3 separate regions of the Sus scrofa genome follow, and all the other regions are linked to region 1. Evidence: chromatin contacts called from public Hi-C and HiChIP or PLAC-seq data. All regions are on one chromosome and are shown on one strand. Each heading gives the region's core, a stretch centred on a gene start, on an enhancer-like site or on the middle of the called end of the contact. The rest is flanking DNA. Distances are from core to core; before and after follow the strand shown.

Region 1 (3,726 bases), core at 588-3,087:
TGCTTGAATTGTTTGCAAGGGATGACCCTGAAAGGTAGGTGATTTGCCTCAGGAGCTCAAGCTTCTATTGGAATCCTGTGCTGTGTGCTGGGAGAATTACACCGCAACCCAACGCCCCCAAAATATCCACATCCTAATTCCTGCAAACTGTGAACATATTAGGTCACATGGTAAAGGGGAATTAAGGTGGCTAATTCCCTGGTTTTGAGATGAGGAGATTATCCTGGCTTGTCCAAGTGGGCCCAATGAACTCACAAGGGTTCTTATAAGTGGAAGAAGGAAACAAAAGAAAGAATCAGGGAGATGGCAGCAAAAGAAGGACTCAACCAGCTATCGCTGGCTTTAAAGAAGGAGGCAAAGGGCCATGAGCCAAGGAATGCGGATGGCCTCTAGAAGGTGGAAAAGACAAGGAGATCGATGATTTCCTGATATTACCCCATAGAACTTTTAAGTCATCTGTTTTAAGCCGCTAAATTTGCGGGAATTTGTCATAGCAGCAAAAGGAAACTCCATGTACCTTTCCTGCCTTCTCTCTTCAGATCCCAGGTACTCTGTCACTCTGTCAAGAAGAGCAGGTACTCTTCCCCCTGCTCTCAAGGATTTGATATGACATTTATATCACAGTGTGTGTTGATGTAGCAGCCATACTTACATTTTAAGCCCTTGGTCTAAAGGAATCTAACTATAAAGACTGTATACTTTGGTAAAGGAAATTTCAGAATAAACAAGTAGGTAAGGAAGAACAATGTTTTTGAGTGATTACGATTTCCCCCAAATCACTTGAAGTTCAAAATCTGTTCCTCCAGCACATGGTCAACCTTGACCAAAAGGAAAGTTAGGATTTTTCGGTTTTAGCAGTCTAGACTTTTTTCTTCTCTTTACGATAACTCCTTTTTTTCTGAGCTAAAATGAGCTACATTGATTACTTAGAGACATTCTTTTTGTGTCAACACACACAAAAGAGATTTGGTTAACTTCTAAATTTAACTTAAAAAAATTAATTTGGCAATGTCCCTCATTAAGAAGCTAATTTTTATAAGGAAGTGGAGACAGGCATTGCCCATCGCTCTAGAAGGAGGAATTTCAGAATTCTGCCAATGGGGAAAGAAAGACGTGAACTTACCAGGTTTTTATCCTCTTATCTCTGCTAGTACACATTACAGCTGAGAGTAGTTCGGGATGACCATAATCTAGCATTGAACAGTTCAGAATTTTCCTCTACTGGGAGAACTCCACTGGAATTCTAATATTTCACAAAGCTTCCCTTTTCCTCCTGCGCTACGTGGATTATGCTTTTATTTTCTTTTCTCAGCAACTTTTCAAGCAGTGTCCTTGACGAAGGTTCCCGGTGTGACCTGCTCCTAAGAGTGGGTGTACAAAAGATGACCGTCTCTCCTACTGTAAAGCCCCGGGTTCCAAGTGAACGAAAATGAAACTCCTCTGTTCCAGACCTGGGCTTCAGCTATTCAGCTTTCCTCTCCTCCGTCACATCGCAGGTAGGGACAGCGCTGTGTCCCCGCGCAGACTAGGTCGCCGGGGAGGCGGCAGAGGGTAGGGCCTCCGGGGCTCGCGTCCGGCGACATCGAGGTGAGGTCCACAGGATGCTCTCGCGGGCCTCTGCTGGCGGCTGAGCTCGCCCGGACAGGTGACCGACACACAGAGGCCTGGAAAACCTTGATTACTCTCCAATTGATTGGCTTCCGGGAGCAGGCTCCGCGAAGCAGCTTCCGGCTTCCGGGCCGCGCCTTAGGCCACGCCCCAAACTTGGGCCTCCTCCCCACCCACCCTACTTCCTCCTCCCGGCCCCGCCCCTAAGCTCTGGCTCACCTCCATGCCCCGCCTCCCACTAGGCCCCGCCTCTCATGCCTCCCCTTCCCCACCCCGTTCTATTCAATTGTTGGATTGTCTGCGCCGCACTCCCGCCGGTGGCCGGCAGGGGGCGGGGTTCGAGCGTGGATTTCCCCCGGCGTCCCCGGGGAAGGGGCAGGCGCTGCGCGGCGCGGAGCCGGGCGGGCAGGCGACGCGAGGCCGCGTTGGGTCGCGCTCGGCGGGGAGGCAGCAGCGGCAGCATCAGCGCTGACGTGGGGCGACGTGGGACGGCGCCGGTCCCGGTGGGGCTCTTCGTCCCACCTCCTCGCGTCCGTAAGCAGTGACGAGGCCCGCTACGTAAATCGCTTCGCAGCGGGTAAGTGGAGCGCCGGCCGGCGGGGCCCGCGGAGCCTGAGGCGGAGGCGCTGGCGCCTGAGCGGGGGCGGGGCGGGTAGCGCGGGCGGTCCCCGCCGTTTGCCCCGCGCACCCGGCGGGCGCTTTCGGAGGGGCCAACGCTCCTGCTCCGAGGGAGGGGAGGCCGCGCAGGGCGGGCGGGCCCGCCAGGCGGCTCCCTCCGCTCCCCTCGCTCGCCCCAGTCGCCGCCTCCCGGTCCTCGCGGCCGGAGACCGAGCGAGCGGGATGCGGTCGCGGTGCTGCTGGAAGGCGCACGTCCCCCGCGCCCCCTTTGCGCCGGGACCGGCCGGCCTGGCGCGATCCCCGGAGCCGGAGCTGTGAGCGCCGCGCCTCCTCCGACGTCTTCCCAGCTGTCCCGAGTGTGAGCCGCTCACGCTCCCCGCACGGCCCGGGAAGCCGCTGCCGGCCCTGGGTTGAGCGATGCTGACCCTCGGGACCAGCCTCGGTCCCCACCCGGTATCCGGAGGCTCACACCAGTGGTTTCCGAACTCCTCTGCCTTTCCTGCCTAATTCGCCCGGCTGCAGCCGCCCTCCCTAGAAAAAAATACTAACCGAGATGCGCAGGGCCAGAGGTCCCCGATGTGAAGGTCGTGTTAGATTACTTTAATAACTCGTGCTCTGTAGTCTTTCCCTGGGGGTACCACCACATTTTTCTCCTAGTCTTGATCCTCCTTTTGGATAACACGCTGCTTTCCCTTCATAAGTCACAGTCTTTGAATTTTTTAACTTCGGAACTTTTTCTCCCCCAAGAAAGGCAAATTGCAAAAAATGTGTTTTGGCCAACTAATGCTAAGTAGTAAACACTGATGTTTAAAGAGCTGCTGATTGATCCAAAGACAACTTTTTAAAAGATATTTAAATGGTTTTGAACCTGGATGAGTATAAACACTGAACGCATTGTCATGTTAAGTGTTGGTAAAGACACAACAGTTTTGGTGCGTCGGTAAATAGTTCAGTGTAAGCACGTGCTTTGCCCAGTGACTTGCTGGTCCACCTGGGGTCGTTTTGGTGAGTGTGAAGCTGTAATTACACGTGTGTTTTCTGTACATATTTTGTAAGAGTGAGTGAATAAAATTTTTTGAATGTGTAAACACAGAGGAGCTCTTTAGTCTTTTTGTCTTCGCATTATCTCAGAAGGTTAATGAAGTGGTGAATTCAGCAAATTCCAGACTCCGTAGACTGCTTTTGTTTGCTACCGAGGCGAATCATTGCATGATTCAAATATGAAACTAATGTTTAGAATTATGGCCATTTCATGAAAAGTAGAAGCGTTTCACATTAGTCACATACATAAGGAAACCTGAGTGAATCTTTACCAGGATAGACGTGTATTCCTGATCCTGACTATTTTCTCCAACCTGGTATTCTCTACAAGTTAATATTGGGCCAGAAGAGTAAGCCGGGTTTATTGTGGAAGTGGATAATCTATTGGAAAGTGCTTAAATGCTGTGTCGCATTTAGATAGGCTTTAAAAATAAAACTGAACAATGCAAACACTTAACA
Region 2 (3,726 bases), core at 455-2,954, 63 kb after region 1:
AGTATTTACATCATGGGAATCCATAGACACTACAGACCAGGGCTTTTTTCCCCCTAGAGAGCTGGTGGTTAAACATTTATCAGCCCACCACTGATATTAGGCTAAATGAACTAAGGGTTGAAAAGCCTCTCTACTTTAGCCTTTGATAAAAACCTTTCTAAAATGCATTAGGACATTTTTTTATGAAATGTGTAAAGCATGCTGAGAATCGTTGTTCCAAATGCTGAAGGGATCTTTAATACCTAAGATTTCTATAATGTTCAGAATAATCATCTTAAACATTAGCAACCTCATCTCTTATGACATGTAAAAAGAAGTATGTTATTTCCAGATCAATTTTATATAAAATATCAAGTGGTAAATTGTTTAAATAACTTGTGGTATTTTATTTCATTGCAGCTGCCACTGGTGACATGCCGACTTATCAGATCCGAGCTCCGACTACTGCTTTGCCTCAGGGAGTGGTGATGGCTGCCTCTCCGGGAAGCCTGCACAGCCCCCAGCAACTAGCAGAGGAGGCAACACGCAAACGAGAGCTGAGGCTAATGAAAAACAGGTAAGACATTTCGTGAGAAACCGCAACCACTTAGGGGTTATAATTTATTATCGTGGGGCTTTTTAAAAACTGCTTATCCTCAGCTATTTCTCCCAAGTTTTGTGTTTTGTGGCATTTTGTGTGGGTTTGTGCTTTGTGTGTGCTGCTGGTAGTCTTCTAATCAGAGTTTCAGCCATGAAACTACTTTATCAGCAGGAGGTATATCCTTATACATTTTAGGCTAATGTCTAAAAGGTACATTAATTTTTTTAATGATAATGGAAGGACTTTATTACAAATATTCATTTTGTACTCGGTATTTGCTTTGTGAAGTAGGTGATAAGTGTAGTTTTTTAAAATTTTATTTTATGGCCACATTCGTGGTATATGGAAGTTCCCAGTCCAGGGATTGAATCCTGGCCATATTTATGGCAGTGCTGGATCCTTTAACTCCCTAGGCCCGGCCAGGATCAAACCTGCACCTCTGCAGAGACCCCAGTCACTGCAATTGGATTCTTAACCCACTGAGCCACAGTGGGAACTCCTGATAAGTATAATTTTTTAGCTTCTTTTAAGCAGAATAAATTGGAGGTGAGTTTAGATTTTTCTATGTCCATTACATGTAGTTTTATCTGTTTTGTAACTTTGTTTTTTCTCTATTATACTGAGAAAAAAACAAAATTTTCCATATCTAGTCTGAAAAATTCTGGCTGAGTACCAATACAAAGCAAGAGGAAGAAATAAAATTACCCGCAGCCCCGGCACAGAGAGAGAGACACCTCCTACGGCACGTACACTTCTGGTTCCCTGTCTCATTTTCTCACACATTTCATTGGCTAGAAATAGCTAAGAGAATCCCTAGCTGCATGGGATTCTGAGAAGGGTCTATGTTAGCTTCCAGATTTCAGTTTCAGAGCAGAGCAAGAGAGAAGCAGATGATAAATGGCTACTAGATCGCTCAGTGTCTGTTGAGCCGGTTTTCAGCGATTGTGGCTTCCATTTCTTTAGCTTGCACGTGACTTGCACATGAGAACAGGTCTGGTTATTCTCCTTACTTCACAGAGGAGGAACTGAGGCTCAGAGAGGTCAGGTAACAAGCTGATTAAGATCACGCAGCCCAAACTGGACAGAGCCTGGAACTAGAAGCAGGCCGTCTTTACCCAGAGGCCACACTGTGCCACACAGGAGTCACCTTGGAGACACAGCGGGGTCAGCTGCAGATTTAGCTTCCCAGAGAGTGTGTTGGATTTATTCATTAACGTGAAAGACCTCTCATGCGTTCTCTTTTTGGAAGGAATAAATTATTTGGCTGGCATTCATAATAGATACTGAAGTGTATTTCTCCGACCCAGCAACAGCCTTTATTTCTCTACCAACCTGCTCAGCTTTTCCACTTTGCTGTGTATTTCCTCCCCATGCTAAGGAGGCATCCAGACCCATGCAAGCCCTGAAGACCGAGCTCACTATTAATAGAAGAAACAGGTGTTTTCCATCGCTCAGGCCTCCTTAGGAATGTGACCGTCCAGAGCTCTGTGCTTAGAGCATTTTGACTCGTGACTTGCAGGCAGGCACATGAAATATGGAGTCTGGGTATTTACAGTAAATAGTACAGCTTGGTAAATAAGATTTTAAAAATTAGACATCCCGCCACACTGCTCTTCAATATTTAAAACTTTGTTTAATGGTTAACCTGTTGTGTAAAGAGACTGTCTTCCTTCCAGATCTAGAATTTAATAGAATGATTCCATCATGAAACCTTCGGTGTTTTAGTTCCTCTGTAGAAGAGCTGAATTACATTCCCAAACTGACAAATGTTTACGTGTACTTGGATTTATTCTTGACTTTGCCCCACGCATCATTGACATTGAGTTCATCTTTTTAAATCAGACTCGGTTCACTTTTACACTGTCAATTTTTCTGAGCCCCGGTGGAGAAGTCGGAGAACCTTGTGAGTTTACAGGGTGACGGCATTGTTCTCGGCTGGGAAGCAGGGCTTGAGCTTTTCCTGCAGTTCATTGGGATTTCAAGACCTCTCCTCTGCAGAGAAAACACTGATAACCAGCTGTTAGTGAGGGTGAGCTATCCTAAAAATAAAGCAGAACGGGCCAGATGTGGTGCACATGTCCCTCCTGGTTCAGAGTTAGAGCATTCAGCACACCTTTGTTGATGTATGTTTAAGTTATCTATTGCAATGCAGGCTTTTTGCTGTGATGAGTAGCCCAAAGGCAGTTATTGTCAAGGGTATACTCCAAAATAAAGCTGTTATCAGAGGGTATATTCTACAGAGGAGTTAAACCGTGCAGTTACCACCCCCCCTCTCACCCACCCCACCCCCCAAAAAAGGAGCAAGAGCAAATGTCTGTATCTGTTGGTTTGGGCGGGGTTATGCGTGGAGATGACTAACTCGGCTCATCTGTTTATTCGTGTGCGCTGCTTTGGCTGCTGGTCTGGGCTTTCTTGGGGCGCATCTGCAATGCTTTAAATCCCAGGAATCGGTTAGCGGATGTGTGTCTCGTAACATCCTTTCCCTGATTTCTGCTGTGGCGTCCCACGTGCCCGGGTTGCCATTGTCTGAATTTCTGACCCCGTGTTCTGTACCCTCCCTTCTTTCCTTCTGTAGTTGTCAGAAGCAGAGTCCCTTTTGTTTCGGTTCTGGTTTTTGAAACTGTGCATGATTTGCTTATTGTTATCCATATTGTTTTCTAGCTGATCAACTGTTGCTTGCAGTCATGATTGTTGTACTGATTTAGTCTTGAAGAGTCAAAATCTCCAACATCGACATTTCAGGCTTCTAAGGATTCATTTTTCTAATCATTTTTTATTTTTAAATCAAGTTAGCTCACTGTGATGGAAGGTATGGCTTTTGGTGGACCCAAATAAGAGACCTGGAAAGATCTGTACATGTGTTTGTAGCAGTTCCGCTTGGGGTGGTGGTCCTGTTGTTCTGGTTACTGAGAAGCTTCTGGTCACTGTGATGGGACATGCGCCCTAAGAGAACAGAATGCTGGGCGAGTTGTCTCGCTCTGCCGTCGTGTGCGCTCCTCAGGCAACCTCACCAGGTGGCATGTGCTTGGTTACAACCGAGTGTGGCTCTGTCCGGACCCTCCCGAGGCCTGACCGGCGGTGGCGCTGGGGGGCAGAGGTCGACGAGCCACTCTGGATGGTCCTGACGGGTTGTTCCTGTAGTCATT
Region 3 (3,726 bases), core at 573-3,072, 45 kb after region 1:
TTCCGTCGTGGCTCAGAAGTAATGAACCTGACATTGCTGTGGCTGCGGCATAGGCCAGCAGCTCCAGATCCGATTCCACCCCTGGCCTGGGAACTTCCGTATGCCGCAGGTACAGCCCTTAAAAGAAGACAAATAAATAAATAATAAGAGGAACAGATTCTTGGATATATCAGCTTTTCAGAGTATAAAAGCAAAAATGTTTGGTTGGAAATATGGGGAAATACTGGAAAAAAAAAAAAAGGGATCTTTATTTCATGGTTCTTATCCCTAGAAGCAACTACTCTCCCCTCCGATTTTTTTAACTAATCCAAAAACTTGATAGTTGTGTTGTCAATATTGGAAAATTAAGGTTTGGGGTTTTTTTGTTTGTTTTAGGAAACAGAAAAAGTAGCCTTAGTGGCCAGGAAAAGAGGGGACACAACAGGCTAGTACCTCAAGGACTGTGCCCTGGAAAATAATTTATAGTTTAAAACCATTCTTCATTTAACTCTTCTAGATTAACATGCGGCTTAAGTTGTTTTTATATATTCCGTCTTGAAGAAATGCTAGCCATGCATTCATTGTATTTACTGAGTGCCTGCTATCTGCTAGGCTTTGTGCTTCTTAACATTGCGGTTCCACTGCCTATGTCTTTCTGTTTTTTTTAGTTTTTTAATTTGTTTTGTCTTTTTAGGGCGGCACCAGTGGCATATGGAGGTTCCCAGGCTAGGGGTCCAATTGGAGCTGTAGCCACCGGCCTACACCACAGCCACAGCAACACCAGATCCTAGCCGAGTCTGCAACCTACATCACAGCTCACAGTGACGCTGGATCCTGAACCCACTGATCGAGGCCAGGGATCGAACCTGCATCCTCATGGATCCTAGTCAGGTTCGTTAACCGATGAGCCAGGACAGGAACTCCCTATGTCTTTCTAAAGCACTATTTCTGTGACATCAAACTTTCGACTTGAAGATAGGCACTCAAATAATATGATAACATGAAATTCCTTCATGTCCAGCCTTGAAGATCCAAGGAAGCAATATCCCCTCTTCTTCAGATTTCTCTCAAACCCTCTTATTATTAAGGGGTGAGTCCTGAGACCCTTGAAATATTTAGAGAATCATGGTGAAATCTTATTTTTAAAATGTGTGCAAAGAATATAACGCTCAAGATGAGCCAGACAAAGTGGGATTACCTCAGAGTTTCTCAACCGCTGTGCTATTGACATTTGGTAACTTATTCTTCAGTTTCTGTCAATCATATAGCAGCCTGCCAACGAACTAGAATCAGATGGTGCCTCTGTGTTGAAATCCTTTTAAAAATGTTAACCCATCTTGCTGTAATGACCCCAGATCCTTAGGTCAAAGAACTGGAGATTTGTTGTTATTGTTATTCTTTCCAATAGTTGTGACAGGTTTATTCGATCATCACTTAAGTGGTCCTTTGCTTAAGTACTGTTACAAAGTTAGGGAGTGACTCAGAAATATTCAGAATATACTTTAGACGCTACTACGCGATTCCTGTAAGGCATTTACATTGATTTATAGATGTTGTGTTATTCTGATTATGTGTTATTTTTATCTCCATTGTAAAGTCTAGTTAGCTATTTTATATGTTTTTTTTTTTTTTTAGGAATAGTCCTTGGTTCCACTTAATCTCTAGTATTTAAACTAAAACATACTATAACTTTATGTTAAAGTATATAGAACTCCCAGACATTTAACACACTACCTATTTGTCTATTAGAGTGAAATTTTAAAACATTAACATTCGATCAATTATTCTTTTGAAACTTTCTGTTAATATATAAACTTTTAAACATGACTGGCAAGTCTCAGTGTTTAAAGGCAGTCCACCTAATATTTGTTACCATTAGCTACAGCTATTCAAGACATTTTGTGGAGGTCAATACTGTAGCACAAATTCTTTCAATACAGTTACCTTTTAGGGTTCTTTCCAACCTAATATTTTATATTTCAGAGTTCTCCTGGCATAGTCAAAATGATAAAGGTTACAGTTTTGTAGACTTGAGCTTCGAAACATACATGTTAATCATATACATATGTATTCCATTGAAAGCTACTTTCTTTTGATGATAAATTAGACAAGTAGCTGAATGAAGGTACAAATTCATTATGGTTATAATCCTCAATGGAAGCTAACTGACCATTTATTAAATAATAGAATAATGTTTATACCTAAAGATAGATGAAAGAATGGAAAAATTTTAAAAATGGACTTTCTCCCTGTCTACATCTTCATTCTTCCTCGTAAATAATTAAGTTGGATGGATGCCAGGGAGAAGGACAACTCCATGAGTTTTTGGGGTTTTTTTTTGGTTTGTTTGTTTTCACTTTAGGGCTGCATCTGCCGGCATATGGAAATTCCCAGGCTAGGGGTCAAATCAGAGCTGCAGCTGCCAGCCTATATCACAGCTGTAGTAATGTGGGATCTGAGCTGCATTTGCAACCTACACCGAAACTTGCAGCAATGCCATATCCTTAACCCACTGAGTGAGGCCGGGGATCGAACCTGCATCCTCACGGATACTAGTCGGCTTCTTAACCTGGTGAGCCACAATGGGAAATCCCATGAGTTTTATGTATTTGAGCAGTTCTGAAACATAAGGTATTTTCAAGTGTTTTGAGCTTTTTCAGAGTGTTGTCCAATGAAAGGAGGATATCTTTATCCATTCTGCCTAGAGAACTAAGAGTAACTTGAGAGTGAGAAGCTTTGGTCATTAAATAGATCCAAAGTATATTCTTCCAATGTGGGATTATTAAAAATGAATCTTGAAATTCTCTAATATTTCTTTTCTTTTTCTGTTAAGTTGCTATAGCCCAAGGTGGAACAATCCAGATTTCTAACCCAGGATCTGATGGTGTTCAGGGACTGCAGGCATTAACAATGACAAATTCAGGAGCTCCTCCGCCAGGTGCTACAATTGTACAGTACGCAGCACAGTCAGCTGATGGCACACAGCAGTTCTTTGTCCCAGGCAGCCAGGTGGTGGTTCAAGGTATATGTCATTCATCTAATGCATTTAGAATATCTGTGGGTTATGATAGCTCACCATTTAGTGGTGATTTCATAGTTTTCTGAAATATACAGGTGGTAGATTTTTTTGGTTGGGGGAGAGGGAGCACTTTAAAAGGTTTAGAGGAGAAATATTGTAGTATATTAAACAAGTTAAATTATACAATTTTCAATTTTTAGCAGGTTTTATTAGATTTAATGAAATGCTAAATTCAGGGTAACATAATGGGAAAAAGAAATTGGAAACATGAAGTTTTTAATTAAGAAAATATTCTTCATTTGGGGATTATAAATGTACTGAATATGTTTTTAGTATCTAGTCTAGGAAGATGTAAGTATCCAGTCCACGAGACACTGAATTTGGGTTTTCTCCCCGCTTGTTACACTCAGGCTTGCTTTCTAGACCTCACCTTTCAAAACAAATGTTGATTTTTGTTTTTCTTTTGACCATCCTTAGTATATTTGAATTCTAAGGTATCTGTTCTACCTCTTATGGAAGCTGAGGGTAGTGAAATAAAGCAGTTGGGATGTAGCCCTCAGCTTTTAGGGTAACCTAAGATTTCAGCTAAAAGTGAGTAACACATTATTTTGATTTCATTCAGTTGTACTCAAATAACTATAATGTGTTGAATACAACTTGCAAAAATTCGGTGTTTCAGTGTAACTGTATTCCCCTTGGTGCATTTACACAAATTTTAAGGGGAGTAA

Evidence for each region. A called contact is a pair of places that touch in the nucleus more often than the background predicts. HiChIP or PLAC-seq counts read pairs in DNA pulled down with a chosen protein or histone mark.
Region 2: a contact with region 1 is called in an H3K27ac HiChIP or PLAC-seq map of skeletal muscle. The contact joins the enhancer-like site here to the promoter of CREM in region 1. A contact is called at or near these places in 2 of 5 promoter capture datasets (fetal liver and liver), 28 of 47 Hi-C or Micro-C datasets (adipocytes, adipose tissue, alveolar macrophages and 15 more) and 2 of 2 datasets of contacts at active chromatin or transcription factors (alveolar macrophages and skeletal muscle).
Region 3: a Hi-C map of liver shows a contact between it and region 1, with 2.2 times the contacts expected there. The contact joins the enhancer-like site here to the promoter of CREM in region 1. A contact is called at or near these places in 2 of 5 promoter capture datasets (fetal liver and liver), 23 of 47 Hi-C or Micro-C datasets (adipocytes, alveolar macrophages, blood and 11 more) and 2 of 2 datasets of contacts at active chromatin or transcription factors (alveolar macrophages and skeletal muscle).

Annotation. Positions count from the first base shown.
Region 1 is chr10:57,827,686-57,831,411 of Sscrofa11.1, forward strand. It overlaps CREM (cAMP-responsive element modulator), which reads left to right and starts at 1,838. Exons shown (of 8, transcript XM_021064986.1): 1 at 1,838-2,185. CUL2 (cullin-2) reads right to left here and starts at 1,703. Exons shown (of 21, transcript XM_021064983.1): 1 at 1,124-1,703.
Region 2 is chr10:57,890,702-57,894,427 of Sscrofa11.1, forward strand. CREM (cAMP-responsive element modulator) reads left to right here. Exons shown (of 8, transcript XM_021064986.1): 7 at 400-556. Among named protein-coding and RNA genes, the nearest start is that of CREM, 63 kb to the left of the region's middle. Within about 2 kb of position 1,705, at least 11 of the 83 cell types and tissues checked have an H3K27ac peak or open chromatin away from gene starts, as enhancers often do. A contact at or near this core is called in fetal skeletal muscle and skeletal muscle, where this site is marked.
Region 3 is chr10:57,872,654-57,876,379 of Sscrofa11.1, forward strand. All of the region lies in intron 5 of CREM (cAMP-responsive element modulator), which reads left to right. Among named protein-coding and RNA genes, the nearest start is that of CREM, 45 kb to the left of the region's middle. Within about 2 kb of position 1,823, at least 3 of the 83 cell types and tissues checked have an H3K27ac peak or open chromatin away from gene starts, as enhancers often do. A contact at or near this core is called in fetal liver and liver, where this site is marked.